Linked DNA regions of Ovis aries: region 2 is linked to region 1. The links are chromatin contacts, called in public Hi-C maps. All regions are on one chromosome and are shown on one strand. Each heading gives the region's core, a stretch centred on a gene start, on an enhancer-like site or on the middle of the called end of the contact. The rest is flanking DNA. Distances are from core to core; before and after follow the strand shown.

Region 1 (7,457 bases), core at 3,580-6,079:
GGCAGTAGCACTGGTAATGGAATAGAGAATGAATAATATCATATCATGTTCTTTGGATTAATTATGTATATTGGAGAAGGAAATGGCAAACCACTCCAGTATTCTTGCCTGGAGAATCCCAAGGACAGAGGAGCCTGGCAGGCTACTGTCCATGGGGTCGCAAGAGTCAGACACGACTGAACTACTACTACTACAATTATGTATATGAAGAAAGAATTGTCAGTCTTAGAGGACAAAGGAGATAAGGGAAAAAGGATACAGAATGATGTAGAATTATTGCCAGATTCTGGCTGAAACAGAAGCAGGAAGAGAAATGGATACTAGTGGAGGTGGGACAGCTGAGCAGAAAAATGAGTTTGGGAACTTCCCTGGTGGTGCAGTGGATAAGAATCTGCCTGCCATGCAGGGGACATGGATTTGTTCCTGGTTCCAGAAGATTCCATATGCCTTGGAGCAGTTAAGCCTGTGAGCTACAGCTACTGAAGCCTGCGAACTCCAGGGCCTGTGCTCCTCAACAAGAGGAACCACCACAATGAGAAGCTGGTGAACCATAATGAAGACTAGCTCCTGCTTGCTACAACTAGAGAAAGCCCATGTAAAGCTATGAAGACCCAGCACAGACAAAAATATAAATAAATGAAATTGTTTTCGAAAATAAAAATAAGTTTGGGACACACTGGGTTGAGAAGACCTCAGGCCATCCAGGAGGGGGTGTTCAGTAGGTAGTTGGGTATGGGGATCTGGATGGAGCTCAAGTGAAGGCTGACCTGGAGCTGTATCTTTGTGAATCATCAACATATGGAGGTGGATGGAGCCAGGGGCGGGGGTGAGTGTTTGGATAAAGAGAAAATGGTCTCTCACACAGCCTTGATGAGCACTGGCATTTCAGGAATAGGTAAAAGAAAAGAGCTGGGAAATCGGTGAGAAGGAGAAGCCAGAGAGACAGGAGAGCAAAAAAAGAAGAAAATGATGTCCCAGAAAGGACTGGGATCTAAGCAGGTCACCTGGGAGGATGCTCCTGAAAGTGAGAGCAGTCCCATTTTTCTTCCCTTTCTGAAGGATGGAGGATGGCTTCCTCTAAGCTGGTCAGAGGTTTTAGCAAATTAAAGATAAGTGAGAAAAAAGAAAGGCCCCTTTGAGTTGAGAAATAGAAGAGAGAGTAGAGTCCATCTCCTCTCCTCTTTGCTGTCTTTTCTTGCTCTTGCTGCAATAATCAGAGCACTCATAGAAAATAAATCCTGTTATTTGATAAAATGTGGAGAATCAGATGCTCAAAATGCTTCTTCTTATGTGCTTCAAAACCAAACATGCTGAAAATGGAGACCATCCAATTGCTCATGCTGTCCTTAAAAATGTTCCTTTGATAAACATTAAGCTGTTCTGTTTACCAGAAATGTTAAGGAGGAAAATAAACAGGGCTATTTAGAAGTATTTAAAAATTGAAGTTTAAACCATAAGAGAAAACAAGAGGCAAAAACTGCATGAACATTGCAGACCTCAGCTGCCCTTGAAATCTTTTTCTCTGCCTAATGTTACATAATTCTTCATCAGCCAAAGATATCAGTTTCGCATGCTAAAATTCACTGAGTATGTGTCATGCTTAAAGGACAGGGTATTGAAAGGAAAGAATAACATAAAGGGATGGAAAAAAGGTTTGGCACATAAAGGCAATGCACTTAAAAGCCTAAGTCTTTTCTAAAGAAACTTTATGAATATAATTGAAAAATAAATGATGCAGGTTTCCATTTCAGATTGATGGGGACAGAATGGGATAGTTAAACAGGTAGTTGCAGAGGTCCCAGTAGGGGACTGTGGATAGAGAAGGAAACCTAGGAAATGCTGGGAGATGACTATAAGTTAATGATCATTCAAGAAAGCTATTGGAACCCTGTGGAACAAAGCAGACTTAACTATAAAGCCATAAATAAAAGAATGAGATGTACCCCAGGTCCTTAGGTGAAAGAAAAATGTTACCACCCTTCTGTTGATTTGAATAAGCGCTATGATAATCCTAGTTTGACCTCATATGGTCAGAAACTCTCCCGCCCAACATGAAGGAGGAGCTAGTGATGTAAGCCTGACATTTACATGAAGAAGGTGGTCTTTTCGCCCTCCCCTACTTTCCTTTGTAAACTTGTAGCCCACTTAATCCTCAGGGCAGTGCCCCCTCCCCTGCTCACTTGCATCTCTCACAAGCATCTTACAGTAATAAATCTACTTCTTGCCTATTACTGTGCCTCTTGCTGAGTTCTTTCTGCATGGAGACACAAAGAATTTGAGTCTCAGTAAGTCCAGACACCAGATGAGTGATTCTAATTAAAAGAACATAGTCCAAGTCCCAATCAGGGTTTTGGCTGGGTTCAAGTCTCAATCTGATTTTAAGATAGTGTCATAAACCCAGATATCCTAATTCCTCTGCTGAAAACTAAAAATTTGGATAAAATACTGAAAATACCTTCTAAATTCATTAATAAAAATAAGGAATATCAGCCAAAACCAAGTGGTGGTAGGAACCCCAAGAGATAAGCGGAGAAATTATCAAACCATGTAGCTCTCAGTTTTCAAGACTTCAAGGAGATCAAGGAATAAGACAGAGCCCCAGGTCTGCCTAAGGTGGAGATTCTAATTGATACCCCCTTTCACTTTTCACTTTCATGCATTGGAGAAGGCAATGGCAACCCACTCCAGTGTTCTTGCCTGGAGAATCCCAGGGACAGGGAAGCCTGATGGGCTTCCGTCTATGGGGTCGCACAGAGTTGGGTACGACTGAAGCGACTTAGCAGCAGCAGCATGTAGGTGAGGCACTTAAAGTCTACACTTTCACTGTTAGGCTAATCCAGAAATATATCTAATCTTTCCATCTGGAAGATCTGCAGCTAGAAGGAGCTGCCTTGATTCTTGATACCACAGGAAAATGAAACAAACTCTGGAAAATGTATAACTAAAAGCTAGCCCTAACACAAATCTGCAGCACAGATTCATATTAGTTGGATGGTCTGAAAAGCCTCTAGCAGAAAATGTAATGTAAAGTGATCCTAAGTGCTGAAAGAGCAAATACAAAGCCTCTTAGGTGAACCCACCTTTATCCTTGGCCCTACAAAATTCCCACCGATAAAATTTTAAGAAATATTAAATCACAGTCAAAAATCATAAAACCCACAAACAATAAGATCCTACTGTATAGCACAGGAAACTATACTCAACATTATATTCAACATCCTGTGATAACCATAATGGAAAAGAATATGAAAAAAATATATATATATAAATAACTGAGTCACTTGGCTGTATAGCAGAAATTAATACAACATTGTAAACCAACTATACTTCAATAAAATTTTTTAAAAATAATTTTAAAAAATCACAAAACCCAAGGAAATTATCACCAGAGATGAAATGTTATACAGGCAGCAGAATCAGATTTATAAAAACTTTAGATATAGGAATGATCAGAAACACAATATTAAAAACCTATTTAAGAGCTTTGAAGAAAGAAAAAGAAATAATAAAGTAAATAAGAAGAGCTACAAAAACGATTAAGAAGTTTTAAACAAATGGTGGAAATGAAAAAATGTAATAATTAAAATTTAAAACAGTAGACAGAATAGCAGATTAGACACACTGAAGAGAGAATTATTGAACTAGAAAACACCTGAAGAAATTCAGTGAGACAAAGAAATGAAATATGAAAGAATACTCAGATTCAAGAAGCCCAATGAATTTCTTTTTTAAAATATTTTTTTTTATTTATTTGCATTTTCTGTTAGTTACAGCATGTGAACTCCTATTTAAGGCATGTGGGATCTAGTTCACCAAGTGATGAAACCCAGGCTCCCTGCATTGGGAGCCTGGAGTCTTGGCCACTGGACAACCAGAGACATTCCTCCAGTGAATTTCTAATAGAAATAAAAGGAGGTTTGCAGGGACTTCCCTGGTGGTCCAGTGGTTAAGACTCCATGCTCCCAATGCAGGGGGCCTGGGTTCAAATCTTGGTCAGGGAAATAGATCCCACATGCCTCAACTAAGACTAGGGTAGCCAAAAAAAAAAAAGAAAGGAGATTTGCAATCCAGCACATCATAATAAATTGCAGAACACCAAAGACAGACCAGATCATAAAAGCAGAGACAAAAGTCAGATAACTTCAAAGCTGCAACATTAGACTGATAGCCAGCTTCTTAATCGCAACAATAAAGGTAAGAAGATAATGGAAAAATATCTTCAATGTGTTGAGAGGAAATTACAATCAACCTAGAATTCCATACCCACTGAAAATCTATAAAGAACAAAGGCTAGAAAAGAAGGAATATTACATAAAAAGGAGTGTAGAGTGGTAAGGGGTAAAATAATTAATCAAATATTGACCATCTATTTTATCTAAGCAATTGACTACATAAAACTATAGTAAGTTTCTAAGGCATAAAAAAACCAAAAAGAGGATATCTGTGGTCATCTGGCCCCAGGGCCTGCAGTATAGGTCCAGCCACGGCTCCATACTACCCCATGTCGCCATGGGCTTAACAAGGGCCAGAAGGGGACCAAGGTCATGACCCAACCAAGACACAGCTGTGGCCTTGGGCACCTCATCAAGCACACTACCAAGTTCTCTCAGGACGCGATCCAAGAAGTGCTCAGCTCTGCGCTAAATGAGCAACATGGCATAGAACAGTTCAAGGTCTCCAAGGACAAGCAGGCCCTCAAGTTCATCCAGAAAATGTTAGGGACACATATCTGCGCCAAGAGGAAACCAAGAGAACTGAGCAATGTCCTGGCCACCACGAGGGAAGCAGTTGCCAAGAGACTGAGTCCCCTCCCTGCTCTGTGCATAATAAAAACTTCACAGGAGAAAACAAACTCAACTAAGGTAGAGCCAAAATACACAGCCCAGGAACATATAAGTCAGAAGGTGGGTGATTGGAATTAAAGTGTTTTAAGGTTCTCACAGTGTTTGGAAAAGGCAAAAGAGTAATGATTTACTTTGGACTTTGATGAGTTAAGTACTCATAATAAAGTTTTAGATCAAACCACTTAAAGTCTAGGAATAAAATATTTAGCTTCTAAACTAATAGAAATGTAGTGATAACAAGTTAGCAATCAAACAAACTTAAGAGAGAAGAGAAAAAATAATCATAAAAAGAGGAACCAAAGAGACAACTAAAAAAAAAGTATATCAGTAATTGCAGTAAGTATAATGTAATAGATGCTTCAGTTAAAAACTTGTCAGAGCAGTAAAAAATCCAGCTTTATATACTTTTTAAAAGACTCATCTAGAATATAAGGATACAGAAAGGCGGAAATCAAAAGAATGGAAAAGACACATTAAGCAAATACTAAGTAAAAGAAAGCTGACAAAACTACATAAGTAACAGACTAAATGTACTCGAAAGCCAAAAGTACTATTAGATATGAAAAGTTCACTACGTGATGATGAAAAATATACAAAAACTGGCAGACTAAAAGATGGGACTGAACAGTCATCATAACAAGAGACAGCAATATCCTCAAGTGATCAGGAAACCAAGCAGATAACCAAACAAAGCAAACTCAGTAAGGATTTATGAAATTTGAATAGAACAATTACCAAGCTCAAGTTAATGGACACATTAAATTAATTTAAATTTAATTGATTAAATTAAAAACAATGTCAAAGCAACCTTGTAAACCATTACAAGAATAGCACAGAAAGGAAAATTATATGCCAAGTTCACTCACAAACATAGATGCAAATACCATAAGTAAACTATTAGCAAATTGAATTCATCAGCGTTTAAAAGAATAATACGCTTTTCTCAAATTGGATCTACCCCAGGAATATCTTGTAGACTGAATACTAAGAAGTCAATTAATTATTCATTTTCCTAGGTGTGATAATTTATTGTGTTTTAATAGGAAAATGTCCTTTATATTTAGGAGCTATATGCTGAAGTATTTTATGGGTGGTATGTCATGATATTTGCAGGTTATCTTTAAATAACTGAGAAAAAGGATACAGGGAATTCCCTGGCAGTCCAGTGTTTAGGACTCTGTACTCTCACTGCGCAGGACCTGGGTTTGATCTCTGCTTGGGGAACTAAGATCCCACAAACTGAGAGGTGAAGCCAAAAATAAATAAATAGATAATAAAATGTGTGGAGTCAAAGTTAAAAATATATATACAGCCTATTCCAAAAAAATCTGTATAGACATGTATGTTACTTATATGATACATGTGTTAGTTGCTCAGTCATGTCTGACTCTGTGCAATCCCATGGACTGTAGCCCACTAGACTTCTCTCTCCAGGCAAGAATACTGGAGTGGGTTGCCATTTCCTTCTCCAGGGGATCTTCTCCACCCAGGAATCGAACCCAGGTTTCCTGCATTGTAAACAGATTCTTTACCATCTGAGCCACCAGGGAAGCCCAGATGGTGCAGAGATAAAGCAAAAATAGTAAAATTTTCACAATTTTTATGCCTAAGTCATAGGTATACGTTATGTTCGCTGTACCATCCTTCCAACTTTTATGTACATTGGAAAATATTCATAATGCAAAGTAATGAAAAAGGAAAACCAAGCAATGAAATGTACCACATTAACTGAATAAGGGAAAAAAGTTTTTGACAAAATTGAACATATATTAATGATTTTTAAAAAGAAAAACTATTAGCAAACATAATGGTGATATATAAACATTTCCTTTTTTAAGACTGGAAACAAGAATGGCTGATTTCAATACTGTATTGAAGACCACCAGAGTAGCAGCGCATACAAAAATTGGACTGAAAGAAAAAAACCTGTCATTATTTGCAAATGATAAGAGTATTTACAATGAAAATCTTAAAGGATGTACATGTATATTTGTAGATTTAATAGGAGAATTTAGCAAGCAATTGTATTAGAAACAAAATCAATAAATGATATCAAGAGGACTTCTCTACACCAGCCTCTAAAAGAAATTGTACTTTTAAAGAGATATCATTTATAATAAAGTTAAAAATAATGAAGTACCTAGGAATAAATCTAACAAAAGATGTTCCAACTCGCTATGGGGAAAAATTGTAAATCTTTGTTAAGAGCTATTAAAGAATACTAAAATAAACAGGGGCTTTATTATGTTCATAAACTGCAAGATTTGCATTAATAAAAGCATCTGCTGCTGCTGCTGCTAAGTCGCTTCAGTCTTGTCCGACTCTGTGCAACCCCATAGACGGCAGCCCACTAGGCTCCCCCGTCCCTGGGATTCTCCAGGCAAGAGCACTGGAGTGGGTTGCCATTTCCTTCCCCAATGCATGAAAGTGAAAAGTGAAAGTGAAGTCGCTCAGTCGTGCCCGACTCTTAGCGACCCCATGGACTGTAGCCTACCAGGCTCCTCCGTCCATGGGACTTTCCAGGCAAGAGTACTGGAGTGGGGTGCCATTGCCTTCTCTGAATAAAAGCATCAGGTGTCCTCAAATAAAACTTTTAGATTCATGGCAGTCCCA
Region 2 (7,457 bases), core at 1,720-4,219, 94 kb before region 1:
AAACCCAGGCTGCCTGTCCTGTACAGGGAGCAGTGCTATTACCCCCCAGAAAACCTGGGATGGTCCTGAGGTCAGTGGGTATGTTCTCTTCGAAAGTCAGGAAGTGCACAACCCTGTGAGAGTCTGGACACAGAAACAGTGGGCTCAAGATTTCTTAACCCGGTGGTTTCCATGAAGAGTGGTGAGGGGGAAGAACTTAGGAAGTCTAAATGTCTCCATTCAGATGCCGTCTTCCTTCCATTAGGTTAGCTACAAAGAAGAACACAATAGGTGAAAATTAATAATTCCCTTATTCCGTAGAAATTCACCCTAGCTGGCAAGAAACATTGGTACCACGGGGGTATAGCTCAGTGGTAGAGCATTTGACTGCAGATCAAGAGGTCCCCGGTTCAAATCCGGGTGCCCCCTCTAAGGTCTAGTTTGTTTTTCCTTCCCCGGCTTCTTAGTCCTGCAGTGCTCCTCCTGAAGTTCCCTTACAGGCTAAAGCGGAAGGGTCCTTCAACATTGCGGACCTCTTTTGCCGGCGATCAGGGTGGAGCCCCAGGTCCTGCCAAGCCACGCCCTCAGCCTCTTGGGGGCTTGTACAAAGGCCCGCGCTCTTGATGGTAGGGTGGAGGCGTGAGACCCCGCACGCAGATCTACGTGTCCCGGGATCTCAGCTGCCCGGGATCTCAGTCTGTTGGAAGACAGACTGAGTTTCTAAGGGCTGGGCTTGGGACAGGAAGGACTGGAGGTGTCTGTGAGCGTGTAGGAGAGAGATGGGCGCCAAGAGAATCGCTAGGGGCGCTCTGGCAAGGCAGGAAAGGCGGACCCAGGCCCAAAGGAAGGTCCAGGAAGTGAGAAATCTAGGGGAAGTGAGGGGCTTCTCCTCCCGCAGTCCCAAATTGCTTTTTCTTACATCATTAGAATTCTTTAGTTCAGAGTTTCAGGAAACAAACTCTGCATTCAGATAAGTAGTCTCTCGAGATTTATAGTCTCTCTGTCTCTTGAAAATACTGGATTCCACTTCCGTTTGTGGACGCAGTCACAGCGCCTGCGCTGGAGTAGCACTAAGAAGTCATCCGCAGGCAAAAAACCAGCAGAGGGGGTATAGCTCAGTGGTAGAGCATTTGACTGCAGATCAAGAGGTCCCCGGTTCAAATCCGGGTGCCCCCTTGTATACATTTTTAAGGATCCAAATTCAGATTTTCCCAGCCACCACTTTTCTTACAACTTCCTACTTCCACGATTTTGTGTTGACATTTATTTCACCACTTCTATTTTGGGCGAGATGAGGAACGGCGAAACAGCAAAACAAATTTAGAGCAGAGGTTCTCAAAATGTGTTACTGAGAACAGCACCACCAGCTGGGAATGTGTTAGAAATATGGATTCTCGGCCTCAGAACTATAGTACTTGGGGGTGGCTCCCAGAAATCTGTGTTTTATAAGCCCCTCCAGGTGATTCTGATGTACACTCAAGTTCTAGAAGCTTACATTAAAAAAAAAATTGACACGTCATTTGCTTCTAATTATTTCCAAGTTGCTGTTTCAGCCTGAGTCCTTTATTAAGAGACTTTTTAAAACAGACCGCGCGCGAGGCATCCCGGACAGGGGACTGTTCAAAAAGATCATTGCCGGAGCTGAAATTCCGTCCTGGGTCCTCTCACCTTGATCTCTCGGAAGGTAGGGGCAAGGAGATGTGAACCCGCCTGGCTGGAGTCGGAGATAGCGCGAAGCGCGTAGGCAGGTCTGGAAAATCGAGGAAAACCGCAAAACACACGCGTTGCGGCTCGTCACGTGGCCACTAGAGGGCAGCAAGAAGCCGCAGCTGGAAGCAGCAGCCTTTTTGATCCTGAGAGTTGGCAAAACAGCAATTTAAATGAGACAACAAGAACTTACAGACAGGCCTAGCCTTGTCCCATTGTAAGTGATTAGGGGACGTCGGGCTAAAGGAGGTCGGTTCTGGGACCCTGGGTCCTGAGGAAGAACGAACTGGGATTCTGAAAGATTAGTCTTTAGGGCCCCAGCCTGTATATATCAGGGCGTCCCTTTCACCCTCATTCTCCCTCCATCCAGCGCTGGATCTCCTTGCCTTCGCACGAATTAGGTCGAGGAGGGAAGAGGCACCTCCGGGTCCTGACCTGATTCCCTGCCATCTATTAAATCTCCTAAATTGAGGGTATTTTTATTCTGTTCTGGTAGGGTAAAAAAAAAAAAAAAAAGTTATCTATTCCCAGAGCCTGCTTATAAGGTGGTGGCAGTTGGGGTGAGACATTTCCTTGCTCTCCTCTGAAGATTGACTGAGTTGGGCCCTGTGGAGGTCTGGGGTCCCCAAAGAGGAGGGTGACCTCAGTTACTTTCTGGGGGTGGGAAGAAGTCCAGGTTATTTCAAAGTAGGGATGATTCAGGTCCCCTCCATCCCCATGTCTGCGGGGTGGGATAAAGTGGAGAGAAGCCATAAGAGGGCGTGGAATTCAGGCCTCTGCTGCAAGGGGAGACTCCTGGGGTGGGGATGGGCATCAGATCCCTACACAACTCTGTGCAACAGCCCAGAAAGTCGGGAAGCCTGGTGGAAATGGGTCGAGTGTGGATGGTAGGAGCGCAGGGTCTGAGGAAGGGGCGCCCACTGTCCCTTCCTGGGATCTGGCCCTTCGAGCCTTCTCTCCACCGCTTTCCCCCAGGGAGTGGAGGAGGGGAAAGCAGGCAGAAGCTAAGGTGCGGTGTAGGGGTAGCTGATGCTCTTCGGGGGTTCTCCCAGCCCGAGGGTTCCCCGCCCTGTCCCCTTCCTCCTCCCGCTACCCTCTCCCCCCGCCTGGGAAGCGGCCGCGGGAGCTCTCGGGGAGCGCTCGGGCAGGGCTGGGAGGGCTGGGGAAGACTCGGGGCGAGCTCCGGAGGCGCCGCGCCCCCCCCCCGCCCCGCCCCCTCCCCAGTCCCCGCTCCGGGAGGCCGCTCGGCTCGCTCGCCGCCCGCTGGCGCTCCGCCGCTCTCACTGCTTGCCTGCCCCGCGCTCCGCTGCCGCTCCGCCGCCCACCCCTCCGCCGGCCAGCCCGGGGGACCGCGCCGCCCGAGCCGGGCCGGGACAGCTGCGGGCCGGGGGCGGGTCCTGGCCTCCACCATGCGGGCTGAGCTCTGGCTCCTCGTGCTGGTGCTCAGGGAGGCTGCCCGGGCTCTGAGCCCCCAGCCCGGAGCAGGTAGGACTGGCCAGAGTTGGTGGGGGTGGGTCAGGGTCGTGGGTCGAGGGGGCAGGTGGGCGGGCGTGGGCATGGAAGGTACCGGCAGGCTGGCGATGTCAGAGGCGCCGGGGGTCGTGTCCGAGGGAGGCCAGGAGCGCTGTGGACGGTGGCAGGTGAACAAGGACCCCTACTTTCCTAAACACACAGGGTGTGTGAGTGAGGGTGGAAGGATCAGACCCCGATGCCCCGATTTCTCCTTCCCTCCTGGAAGGACACTGGAGGGACCCCAGCAGAGAGGGAATCCACAAGGCACTGGGCTCTGGCCCCAAAGAGGACGGTGGGAGAGTCACAGGGTCCCCTGGCCACACTGGGTGAGGCTGAATTCTGATGAGATGCGGAGTCTGGGATGTCTCTTGCTTCAGTTTTGTTTCCTTTTTCTCTCCGCTGCCCTCACTCCCAAGCTGACCCAGTCTGGGGGCTGAGTGGCAGTAGCCAGGAGGATGGAGGAGACCCACCATCTCTCCTCCAGCAAGGGCAGTGGGGAGCTTGACGGCCTCTCCTCTCTGGTACTTGAAGAGCAGCGCTGGGCCCAGAAAGAAGCAACTTGCTGCTTCCCCACCCCCAGCCTCTAGGGTCCTCCAGTCACTCTGGCTCTACTCTGCCCTGGCGGCCCTTGGCCTTTAGCTTTTCTGGCTCTAGATTAGGAGGGTGGGGTGTCCTACCTTCCCCACAGCAGTTCTCTGCAATCATTCTCCCACCTGGAAAGTCCTTTTGGAGATCTACCTTGAGTCTGTCCTGTTATAAAGGAGAACCATTTTTCAGCAAGTAATTTTGCATTCTCCTCTTTCTTCCTTCTGTATGCAGGCATTCTCTGGGGTTGGGGAGGTGGGTGATTGCAGTCAAGCCTCTGGACAGAACTGGGAAGATAGAGTTCCGTGCCTCACAGGCATAGATGTCCCCCAGGGTGGGATGGAGCAGGTGGAGGGTTTGTCCAGGGGGATGCTGTAGTTGGGCTGCTGTGTCTCAGAGGTCTGTGGGCATCAGGCACAGCATCAGGGATGGCATTCTTGACTTTAATGGTCCCTGAATATAGTTGAGACAGGCCTGGGTTTCTGTTGAGAAGGAGAGTGTGGGCAGAGGGCAGCGGAAGCCTAGGTGGCAAGAGGCTGCTGATGCAAAACCACCAGTTTTCAGAGAGACCACACAGAGAGTGGCCAGAGATGTGACTTCTAGTTCCAACATCTTGCTTGCTGTGTGACCTTGAACAAGTTACTTTCCTTCTCTGGGCCTGTTTCCTCCCTTATAAAGTGAGGCTGTGGGCAAAATCTTTGTGGGATTATAGGATTATGAGAGATCTTTTTTATGACTGTCTCTCTTTTTCAGATTTGTTATGATGTGTATGAGATAATTGCAAAAAGAAAAAAACAAAAATTAAGTCAATATAAAAAGGAATGGGTTGGACAGGTCAATTTTTTAGGTCTTTTGCAAACCCATCCTGATGAGATCTTCTGAACTCTGGATATGACTGGATTGATGAGGGATGGCTCTGAATCTGACTGAGATGGGAGATCCACGGAAAGGGGTGGGGAAGAGGGCACTGGAAGGAAACAAGGATGGGCAATGCAGGGGCCAGAGCCAGGCTGAGCTGAGGGCTGCCTCTTCAGAGGTGATTGGAAGAGGAGATACCCTGGGGGGCCAAAGAGGGTGCAGGCAGAGATTTGAATCACATCTCTCAGTAGAAGATGTCCTGTCTCCTCAGCTTTGGCAGATTCAGCCAGGAGAAATGAACTTTCTCTGCAGCAGGGAGACTGGTGAGACTGAAGGAAGCCAGCGGGGGCGCTGCTGACTCTGTGTCGAGCTTATTTTTTTTCACGACCAGACTGGGTTTGAGCGGGCCCTGTTTGGAGGCAGGGGTTGTCTTCTAGGGAGAACAGATGTGGGGGTGGGACCCTCTGGGAAAGGGCTGCTCCGATTGGTGGTGGAGCCCTGGTGACAGGTGAGAGGGCAGTTGGGAGCTGGACATGAGGGGTGGGTGCTGCCATCCAGCCCCAAGGCTCCAAGTCCTCTGTGCTGTGTGGGGAGAGGGGATGTGGGTGGGGAGTGGAAGGGGGCGGGGCTCGGGGGGAGCTGAGATCTCCCCTCCCTCTTGATGAACTGGCCTTGAAACTTCATCTGTCATTAAAACAGGAGCAGGAGAAAGATGGATGAGTGACCCAAAGGTACAGTCAGGTGGTGAGGGAGACCAACAGAGGCTGACAGGCAGATAGACAGATGGGGAGACAGGAAGATTCTAGGGTGCATGGTGGGAGCTGGGGGCACCCTGGGGTCTGGGCTGAGTGAAACTGGAAGTGCCCACATCAGACAGAGAAGGAAAAGGCCACTGGAGGTGGCATCCTGTCCTGGGAGCTAGCAGATCAGGCCCATCTCCAACCCTGGGTGACCCTGGCCGCTTCATCCTTTTTCTGCCCCTTGGATTCTCCATCCATAAAATGAAGTTTGGATCAGATTGCCTCTAGGGCCCCTTGTAGCCTTGACTCTGCTTCCAGCCTTCTCCTTGCTCACCAGGGAGGGATCTTCAAACAAATGGAGACTGAAATCCAATCTCCGCCCAGTGGCCATTGGACAGCCTCTCCCCACCCCCACCTCTGCTCGAACTGCCCCAAACACTCAGGCTGCTGTCCCCTGGGATCGCCAGGTAACTGGCTTCTCTTCATCCGGGTCTCAGTCGGCTCAAGGGCCACCTCTGAGAGAGGCTCCCTAAGGAGCCTGTCCAGAGCAGAAACAACCCCAACCCTTCCGTCCTTCTGTTTCCTCCACAGTCCTTCTTACCATCTCACATTGTCTTACTGGCTGAATTACTCATCTTGGTTATGTCTTTCCCGACTAGAATCTTCATGGGCACAGGGCTTGTGTCTACCTGTTCGCTGTTTTTGCCCCAGCACTCACACAGTGCCTGGCACATAGTGCGTGCGTGCCAAGTCGCTTCAGAATCTTTGTGACCCTATGGGCCTTGGCTCGCCAGGCTCCTCTGTCCATGGGATTCTTCAGGCAAGAATACGGGAGTGGGTTGCCATGCCCTCCTCCAGGGCATCTTCCCAACGCAGGGATTGAACTTGTGTCTCGTGCATTGGCAGGCGAGTTCTTTACCACTCTTGCCACCTGGGAAGCCCTTCTGGAACACGGGGCTCAATAAACGTGTATTGAGTGAGTGAATGAATTGGAGGAGCTCACAGACCCCATTCTGTCCCTTTGAGAGAAACTCAGAGAGGCAGATTCTTCTTTTCTCCTCTCCTCCCCTCTTTTCCTCTGAGCCTCTGGCCATCCCTCGCTGCCCCTTCCTCATGCCTCCCTCTCGCTCCCCAGATCAGGGTCCTCAGTGAGTCTCTGCCTGCCTGCAGGAGGGAAGAGAGTGCGGTTGGCGGCTTTGTAACTGAGAGGCAGGATTTCAATTCAGGGTCTGGAGCCTTCCAGAAACCCCTTGGAAAATTGGTCCTCATATGAAACCCAGGAAAGGCAGGAGGACCCTGCTGGATGCTGTGTGTACAGTGTTTTGTTAAAGACTCACAATGACTTGCCAAGTGTAAGTTTAATCATTTCCATTTTCTAGAGGAGGAAACTTAGAGATTGTGCGATTTGTCCAATGTCGTAGTCAGTAAGCGATAGATTCAAGGTTCAATCTCAAGCTTATTTGATTCCAAATTTGTGTTTTTATTGCTGTGATAACAAGGAGGCTTTCTGGGGAGGCTGTGCCCCAAGAGAAGGGTCTTCTAAGCCCTGTGGGTCTCAGGAGTTCTGAGAATTTAAACATGCCTGCCTTCCTTCCTTCCTTCCATCCATCGTCACCTGTGTGTGCTTGACCAGCATCTACTCTATGTCAAGCACCTAGAGCTTGTGGTTGCCCAGATAGCAGTGATTTGTCAGGATCAGGGCTGGGACTATGCACATAGCATTTGGGGTGAGGCACAGAAATGTCAGAGAAGGCACTGGGAAGAAGTGACATCTCGTGAGACTTGAAGGATGAGCAAGAGCTCGTCAGTTCCATTTATTTATGGAGCAGAATGATCTAGGCTGAGAAAGCTGCCTGTGTGAAGTCCCATGGCCAGAGAGAGTGGGGCTGAGTCCTGGAAAGGACTGGGGGACTGAAGAAGCCAGCAGGGATCTGATCACGAAGAGGCTCCAGTGCTGAGTGGGAGAGCTGGGCTGTCAGCCGAAGGGTCATGGCAAGAGGGGAGCACAGGAGGGATGGAATGGAGTTTTTCCTCTAGACAGGATGCTCCGGCAGGTGTGTGGGAGACTGGCCCAAG

What was found. A called contact is a pair of places that touch in the nucleus more often than the background predicts.
Region 2: a Hi-C map of muscle shows a contact between it and region 1, with 3 times the contacts expected there. The contact joins the promoter of PLXDC1 here to the enhancer-like site in region 1. A contact is called at or near these places in 10 of 16 Hi-C or Micro-C datasets (blood, hypothalamus, mesenteric adipose tissue and 5 more).

The regions. Positions count from the first base shown.
Region 1 is chr11:39,310,418-39,317,874 of ARS-UI_Ramb_v3.0, reverse strand. No RefSeq gene overlaps it. Among named protein-coding and RNA genes, the nearest start is that of FBXO47, 29 kb to the right of the region's middle. Within about 2 kb of position 4,829, at least 2 of the 54 cell types and tissues checked have an H3K27ac peak or open chromatin away from gene starts, as enhancers often do. A contact at or near this core is called in muscle, where this site is marked.
Region 2 is chr11:39,402,396-39,409,852 of ARS-UI_Ramb_v3.0, reverse strand. PLXDC1 (plexin domain containing 1) reads left to right here and starts at 2,969. Exons shown (of 14, transcript XM_004012833.4): 1 at 2,969-3,171. The coding sequence starts at 3,096. TRNAC-GCA (transfer RNA cysteine (anticodon GCA)) reads left to right here and starts at 1,084; the gene lies at 1,084-1,155. TRNAC-GCA (transfer RNA cysteine (anticodon GCA)) reads left to right here and starts at 337; the gene lies at 337-408.